Linked DNA regions of Oryctolagus cuniculus: region 2 is linked to region 1. A link is a contact called in public Micro-C data. All regions are on one chromosome and are shown on one strand. The core of a region is the stretch at or near the end of the contact, and the rest is flanking DNA. Distances in the headings are between cores, read along the strand shown. Region 1 has its middle 77 kb from the start of METRNL. Region 2 holds the start of METRNL (meteorin like, glial cell differentiation regulator).

Evidence for each region. A called contact is a pair of places that touch in the nucleus more often than the background predicts.
Region 2: a contact with region 1 is called in a Micro-C map of ear pinna, with 2.3 times the contacts expected there. The contact joins the promoter of METRNL here to the enhancer-like site in region 1. A contact is called at or near these places in 2 of 6 Hi-C or Micro-C datasets (ear pinna and an unstated tissue).

The regions. Positions count from the first base shown.
Region 1 is chr17:20,339-24,289 of mOryCun1.1, reverse strand. No RefSeq gene overlaps it. Among named protein-coding and RNA genes, the nearest start is that of METRNL, 77 kb to the left of the region's middle. Within about 2 kb of position 1,654, at least 3 of the 8 cell types and tissues checked have an H3K27ac peak or open chromatin away from gene starts, as enhancers often do. A contact at or near this core is called in ear pinna, where this site is marked.
Region 2 is chr17:97,208-101,158 of mOryCun1.1, reverse strand. METRNL (meteorin like, glial cell differentiation regulator) reads left to right here and starts at 1,694. Exons shown (of 4, transcript XM_002723051.5): 1 at 1,694-2,040. The coding sequence starts at 1,877.

The DNA of each region.
Region 1 (3,951 bases), core at 405-2,904:
CCTTAGGCTGAGCAGCTGGTATGAAATTAGCTGTCTGGGGGCCGGTGCTGTGGCATAGTGGGTAAAGCCACTGCCTACAGTGTCAGCATCCCATATGGACACCGGTTTAAGACCCGGCTGCTCCACTTCCGATCCAGCTCTCTGCTGTGGCCTAGGAAAGCAGTGGAAGATGGCCCAAGCTCTTGGGCCCCTGCACCCATGTGGGAGTCCAGGAAGAAACTCCTGGCTCCTGGTTTTGGATCAGCGCAGCTCTAGCCATTGAGGCTAATTGGGGAGTGAACCAGCAGATGTAAGACCTCTCTCTCTCTCTCTCTCTGCCTCTCCTTCTCTCTGTGTGTAACTCCGACTTTCAAATAAATAAATAAATAAATCTTTAAACAAATAAATATAATTGGCTGTTAACTGTTCAAGTCCCAGCTGCTCCACTTCTGATCCAGCTCCCTGCTAATGTGCCTTGGACAGAGCAGAAGACGGCCCAATTCCTTGGGCCCCTGCACCCCCATAGGAGACCCAGATGGAATTCATGGTTCTTGGCTTATGCCTGGCCCATCCCCAGTCATTGTGGCCATTTGAGGAATGAGCCAGCAGGTGGACGGTTTCTCTCTCTTTCTCCCCCCCCCGCCCCGCAACTGTGCTTTTCAAATAAATAAAATAAATCTTTAAAAAAAGAGCTTGTGAATACTCAGCATGTGATTACATGCTATAGGTAGCACCTAAAGTTAAAAAAAAAAAATGCTGCAAAAATTTGAGTCCCACATGTGAGAAGCTGAGAAGTGAGAAATTTTGGTCCTGTCCTGAGTGGGTGCCACACGCAGCAAGTTGGGGGTGAGTCCTGATGTGCAGAAGGCTGCCTGCACCCTGAGCTTGTCCCTGTCTGTGAGCAGGGCATGTTTGTCCTTGAGACACTGTCCTCTTAGGGTCATCTCCTGGGCCCTGTGACAGGCGACCCCTGGCCCTCTGCCAACCCCGCCACGATGGAGTGCAACAGGTCAATGCCCTTGGACCCTAGCAGCAGCCCCGGGAGTCTGGATGGAGCTCTCTGCGGGCTTCTGCATGGGACGTTAAGGGACAGTGTACTTCTCAAAATGGGCGTGCTGGTCCTATGCACGCAGATAACTGCTGCATTTCCTCTTTTTCAAAAGGAGGGGCATCTGCGTCTGACTCAGAGGCCCCGCTTTATTAATTTTTGTAAGACTTCCGCAGTGAGGCGGGTTTCCCTGCTCCAACGCGCACTTAGCATTGCTGAGCCGAGCAGGGTTGCAACACTTTCCTGTAAGATGGACTCAAGCAGAAGTGGATGTCTTCCTGGTAAAAGAAATACATAAATCAGTTAAAAATAGTTCTCAGAGCGGATGTGATGATCCGTGGCTGTCACAGGAAACATACGGGTTGGGCGCACCCTCAGTTACAGGAAAGTGGAGCCAGGCCGTGGTCCTCAGCCCCTCCTGGCAGCTTGGGCAAGGCCAGCTCCTCCAGGCTTCACCCCACACCCTGCCTGGCTGAGGCTGCCCAGGAAGAACAAGTACATCTGAGCTGCTTTGCCTCGGGTGCCTCCCTAGCTGCTGGGGCTCGTTTCCTGAACCCAGGCTTCCTTCCCAGCCAGAGGAGCTGGCTTAAAGCAGAGCTGGGGACGCCTCAGCTTGGTGTACCGGTCAGCACCACTCAGCAATGCTTTCTGTGGGGAACCTGCAAAGCCAGTGTCTGCCTTCACCCCGGTAGGGAGGTTGTGGGCATCGCCTGGAGCGCTTGGTTACAACACTGCCTGTTTCATTTGTGTGGTCAGATAGGCGTTAAAACAGAAATCTCACACCCATTCTACGTGACGCACCCCTGCCCCCGGCCAGGGAGTTGTCATAGTCGACTGGCTCTGGAACTGCCAGGGGTCGTGGTGGGTGCTCAGGGTGACCCAGAGTGAGGGGTCCTGTGCTGTCCTCAAGTCTCACAGAAGGTGTCCTGTGCCAGTCATGAGGGGAGTGACCAGTGCCTCAGGGACTTTGGGGTCCGGGTCTGGTGGGCATGAGGCCCTGTGATGGTTTCCGCCAACCCTTGGTGCTACCTGAGCTGGAGCTTCTACTTATAGGTGGAGGTGCAGTGGGGTGGGGGGCAGGGGAGAGCCCAGGGAGGGTCAAGGCAGTTCAGGACCAGCAAGCTCGCGGCAGAACCAGGAGGCAAAGTCAGTGTTGAACTCACCACTGAGAAAAATTCAGTTCAGAATCCACCGCAGTGGAGAACTCAGCACCATTGAGCACCACCCCCCACCCCGGTCTGAGGTCTGCAGAGGGGTGGAGGCAGGCGGCACTGGGCCCCTCCCTGGGGAGTTGACACTGGGCTGCTCCCCACCCAACGCCCAGGTTGGCTGGGGTGCTTGGGGTCAGCAGGAGGAACCTGGGCTGGATGGGGCTTTGGGGAACACACCCTTCCCAGGAGCCCCCAGTGAAGACCCAAGGGCAGCAGCAACCTCATTCCACGTGTACACAGCACATGCACACACAGGAGTATGTGCCCCCACACAGCGAGGCCACAGCAACATTCCCAAGTACACAGTCATGTCAACATGCACATTTGACCGTATGCAAAACGTGTATGCATGCTAACATCCACACACACGGCTTGAGGCCGTCACTGCCTCAAAATCCCTCTCACTGGCCAGGGGACCCAGCAGATGCACATTGGCTGCAGTTCTCAGAACCCAGTCTGAGACAGGCCCTGGACTTGTGAGTGCAGTGGAGAGTGGGAGGAGCTGGCTGAGCCTCACCCAGCCCTTCCTTTCCTCCCTTGCTCTGTGGCCCCACTCACCCCTCCTGCACCCTGCGGGGAGGATCATGGAAGCCCTGATTCACAGCCAGCTGGTAGAAGAACAAGTGGCACCACTGGCATCTGAAGTGGGGGCAGTCTCATGGCACTGAACCCTTAACTGCAGGGTCTCTGGCTATTCCGGGGGGTCAGGGTCAGGATTAAATTGCATCACCAGACACCTCGTTGGTGTCCAGAGAGATGCGGGATCCATTGCTGGTGTGTCAACAGTGTCGTATGAGGAGTAGAAGATTGCCTCCCCAGCACCAGGGCCCGGGCACAGCCTCCATGGCTGGGGCCCTCCCAGACTGCCCTGACCCAGACCTCAAGTGATCTGCAGCCCTGCAGGAGCTTTGCCACCCAATTATTCCAATTCCAGGTGCCTGTTCTGGATGGAGGTGAGGGTGGGGTGGAAAAAGCACAGGGCTTGAGGGCGGGGCACTCTCCCAGCCAGCTGGGTGAGTGCTAAGCCTTTGTCACCATTTCTGTCTACTCCAATCCCTCTGCTGGCTGTGTCTCCAGCAGTCTGAGACCTGTTCCTGGCCCAGGTATTTGTGAGGTCCTGGGCATTGGTCTGACAACACCCATTTTACAGAGGAAGAAACCAGCACATAGGTTGAGGAATTTGCCAAAGGTTGCAGCCTTGCAGATGTGGGAGCTACTCACTGCCTTGCTGTCCAGTAAGCGCAGCCCCTGCCCCTGCCCATGCCCCTGGACTCCTGGACTCCTGGCCAGGGACTGTGAGATTGGCTCCTGCCTGCTCAGAGAGGCCTGAATATCATATTAGGTGAGGTGCATGGGCAGGGATTCCCACCCCTGTGCCTCGAGAGGGTGTGACCCCACCAAGAGGCAGTTTTCCTCTGAGCAGGCTGCATGCCTCCTGCCCTTCCTGGAGGCAGGAGGCCCTATCCTGGACTAACCCAGACACCCTCTTGTCTGCCTGTCTGCTCGAGTGTTTCCAGGAACAGGGGCTCCAGAACAGTGCAGGAGCCCCACCCCACCCTGGAAGAATGCAAGTGACCCCTCTCCCCCCATGCTGCACTCACTCTTTCTACCACCTTCTCTGTGGTGCAGGCAGCAGCCCCTGGAGCTGCAGAGGGGACTCTGGGGCCTTCTGTTTTCTGTCTGGTGTGGCTGCGCCTCTGTGCATCCTACAGG
Region 2 (3,951 bases), core at 445-2,944, 77 kb before region 1:
GTTTGAGCCCCTGAAATACTCACTGGGAAGCAACCCCTTCAGAGCCATCCAGGGAGTAACACAGCAGAGGCTCACTTCTCACAGAATCTCCTAGAAAGAATGGTGGAGGGGACTCAGAGGCCCCAGCTGGCTCATAATCTACCCCTCAGGGCCCAAGAGTAAGAAGGGCAGATGAGGGGAGGTCTGACCGCCTGCCCATGCTGCCCCAGGAGCCTGATACCACCGGGCACCAGGCATCCTGTCTGCACTGATGTGTCCTCTGCACGTGTCTCTCCTGAGCCATCAGTGATGCCAGGGAACTCCAGCCCAGCTTGGGAAACCAGGGGACCACAGCCTGAGGGGTCTACACTAGAGGCAGATCCAGGCGGTCAGGGTCTGAGGGGTCTACACCAGAAGCAGATCCAGGCGGTCAGGGTCTGAGGGGTCTACACCAGAGGCAGGTACAGAGGCTTGGATCCATCCGACAAATGTTTACCATTATCTGTGGGATCCCAGCTTCAGGGAGCAGACGGGGCACCAGGTTCCAGAGCCCTGCCCTGGTGTGGAATCAGCTCCTTCATATCCCTTACAGTGCAGCAGCCACTAGGGACTCTGAGGCCCTGAGGAGGCAGTGCAGGGCCTCAGCTCTCAGGGTCCGGTTGGCAGCTCAAAGGCGCCCTTCCCTGGTTCCAGGTCTAGAGCCTGACGGGCCCTGTGGCCACCCAGCAGCACAGGCCTGGCAGAGCCACATGCACCCTGCAGAGGCACTTCCTGCAGCAGTTGGGGGGGGGGGCGCTGATGCTCGCAAGGGGTTGGGGGAGCAGGTCTCCACAGCTGGGTGGTGAGTAGGGGGCTGGAGCAGGCACTGGAGAGGAGTGGGGTGGGGACAGCAGATCTCCACATTTTAAAGTACACAGGTGTGGCCCAGAGCTGGGCACCTGACCTTGGGTCTCAGGGTTAGCTACTTCTGTACTGGGTGGGGCTTGGCTGTGTGGTTTTGGTTGGACAGCCTTGCCCCGCTGGGTTCCAGACGAGGCAGGCACCGTCTCAGGTCCACGGTGCTGCACTGGGCTTGCTGCCAGCTCTTTCTTGGCTCAGTGACTCTCAATTCCACTCCCTCGCCTGGCTGCCCGGGAGTCACCCACACAAACCTCCAGCCCTGGAAGGTGCCTCAGGCAAACCAGCAGGATCCCCCCAAGTCCTCCCAGCTCTCTCCACCGCATGGGACTCCGGCTCCTAGGAGCCTGGAGAGGCCACTCTGTCTTTGCCCCACACCACCACAAACCTTCCTAGGCAGCCGGGGGGCCCCCACGTCGGCCCCGCTCTGCCCCTCCGGTCCATAACGCGGAGAACTCAGGCGGCCGGGGCAGGGCAGCGACTGGGGACTCGGGGTTCAGCCCGGGTCGGGGTGCTCCTGACTCCCTCTGCGGGACCGGGCTGCGGGCCCACCGCGAAGCATCGTCCAGGGGAGTCCAGGGCGAGGTTGGTGAGACAGGGACCAGAGCCGTAGGGTTAAGGGAGGGGGCGCTTGGGCAGCCGCGGATCAGGCTTGGTTGGCCTCCCTGGTCTGACCGCCGCGGCTCCTCACCCAGGCGAACAGCGGGGCGGGACCTTCGGGGGAGGAGCCGCCGGGGCGGAGCGTCCGGGCGTGGGCGGAGCCGCGGTGGGCGGAGCGTCCGGGCAGAGCTGGGCTGAGTCCCGGACTCCACTCCAGTGACGGCGGCGGCGGCGGCGGCGGGCGCCGGGCTCGCGCGGCTTCGGCGGCGGCGGCTGCTGCGCGGGCGCTCTGCGGGCCGGGATGCGCGGGGAGCGCGCGCCGTGACCGCCTGCTCCAGAGCCGCCCCCGGGGCCAGGTCTGCTTGGCGGCGCGGGGCCGGGCGGCGGGTGCGAGCCGAGCATGCGGGACCCGGCGCCGGCGGTCCGGAGGAGCGCGGGGCCGCGGCGAATGCGATCCCCCGCCTCGGGCCAGCCGCTGACTGCGCTCCTGGCCGCGCTCCTGGCCGCGCTCCTGGGCGGTGCGGGCGCGCAGTACTCGAGCGACCTGTGCAACTGGAAGGCGAGGTGAGTCCGCGCGGCCAACCCTGGGCAGACCCCAGCAGACCCCAATCCCAGGCAAACTCCGGCTCTTGGGCAGACCCCGATCACGGCAGACCTCGGCCCCGGGCAGACCCCGGCTCCGGCAGACCCCGGCCGATCTCGGCTTCGGCGAGGGGCTCGGGCTGCTCTCCAGGTCGAGTCCGGTGCCCCCGCCCCCGCCCCCGGTCCTAGAACAAAAGAGCCCGCGGGTCCCTGCCCAGAGGACGCCCGGGGCGGCGCCTGCAGCGCGGCGAAGCAGGACTCGCCAGAGCCTGTGGGGTCCCGGGCTCCGCGACTTCTCGGCCCCTCGCCTGGATGGGCCGCGGCGGGCGCGGGGTCCTCTCGGGACCGCGGCCATCCGTGTCCGTGCAGCGCCGGCAGTCGCAAGCCAAACCCTGTGCGGGGCCGGGTGCAGGCGGGGAGCGCAGCCGCCGAGCCCGGCTCGTGAAGGTCGGGCCGCCCTTGGCAGCGGCGCGCGGGGCTCAGCGACCCCGGCCGCGGGGACCCCGCCCCCGGAGGCGACTGCGGGCCCGCGTGCGCCCCGCGCGGTGCGGGGCGGTCGTGCGCGGTTCCCGTCCGGGCCCTGCGGGGGGCGCTGCCCCGGCGGCAGCTCGCTGGCCGCGCGTCCTCCCAGAGCCGGGCCGGGCCGCGGCGCCGGCGCAGAGCTGGGCTGGGCTGGAGCCTGGACGCTCCCTTGTGGGCCGCCCTTGCCCCGCCGCGGTCATCCCGCGCTCTCCTTCGCAGCCTCGGCGTGAGGCAGGGCGCCCTAGACGCGGGCCTGGGGTCACCCTGCAGGGCCGAACCGAGAAAACCGCAGTCCCCGCCCCAACCCCGGGTTTCCAGGGCGGGAGGAAACGTGCGCGCGGGGGTGGGGGGGAGGGCTCGGAGCTGGGCGGGGAGGCCATCGCCCTCTCGTGCACCAGAGCAAGCCAGAGAGGAGCGCTGACCCCCCCTCCCCCGGCGCTGACCCCCGTCCTCCAGGCAGAGCCTGCGGGAGGCAGCTCCAGGCCACGCTTCTGGAGCCCCATTTATCCCGTGGTTCTCACTCCGCTGACAGTGCAGCCCCCGGATCCCCTGACCCGAAGCAGGGTTCCTGGTGGCAGAGGCCACTCCCAAGTGAGGGGCTTGTGTCGCTGATAACGCTTCCCCTCGGAGGAGCAAGACCAGGACTCACCTTAAACTCGAGGCTGTGGCCACCCCCACTGTCTCTCCACAGAACCCCAGCCCCTCCTGGCCCTACACTGACAGCCCCTGCAGGTGTGCGCCCGGGCAGTGACCCTGGCTGACTTCCCTCTAGACGCATGGGTTCGGTTCGGTTTGTTTCAGTCTCGTCGCAGCTGCTTTCATTGTTTGGTGTCACCCATGGGCAGAATCCCCATCACCGATGACCACTCAAGATGGGCTGTGTTGCTTTGATCTCAGGGCTGCTTGCAAGTTGACTGTGCTACGAGAGAGGGTGCGGGATTCTGTGGGAGGCATCAGCACTGACCTTGACTGGCCGAGGCCTCCCCCCTGGGTGCTTGTCTAAGCAGGGGTCCTGCGGGTCGTGGTGCTGGTTTTGGTGTGAAGCCCCATGTACCATGCGTGGTGTCTTAGGAGGATGTGGGGGAAGACGCTACGATGGCCCCGGGAGGGCAGAGCCCTGCGGTGGGCTGATGCAGGCGTCAGGTCCAGGTGTCGCCTTAGTCCTTTCTGAGTACACAGCCAGGTGCACTCATGTGATGTACAAGGCTACTACCTCCGGGCACCCTGGTCTGCGTCTCCCTGGGCACCTGTGGGTTAGCAGCCCGTGCCCTGGCTGAGCTGTGACTAGGAGAGGGGATGGGGTAGGGGGTGGACTCCTACCTTTCCCCTCCTGGGTCCCAGGGAAAGCACTACCTTTGGAGATTTCCAGGT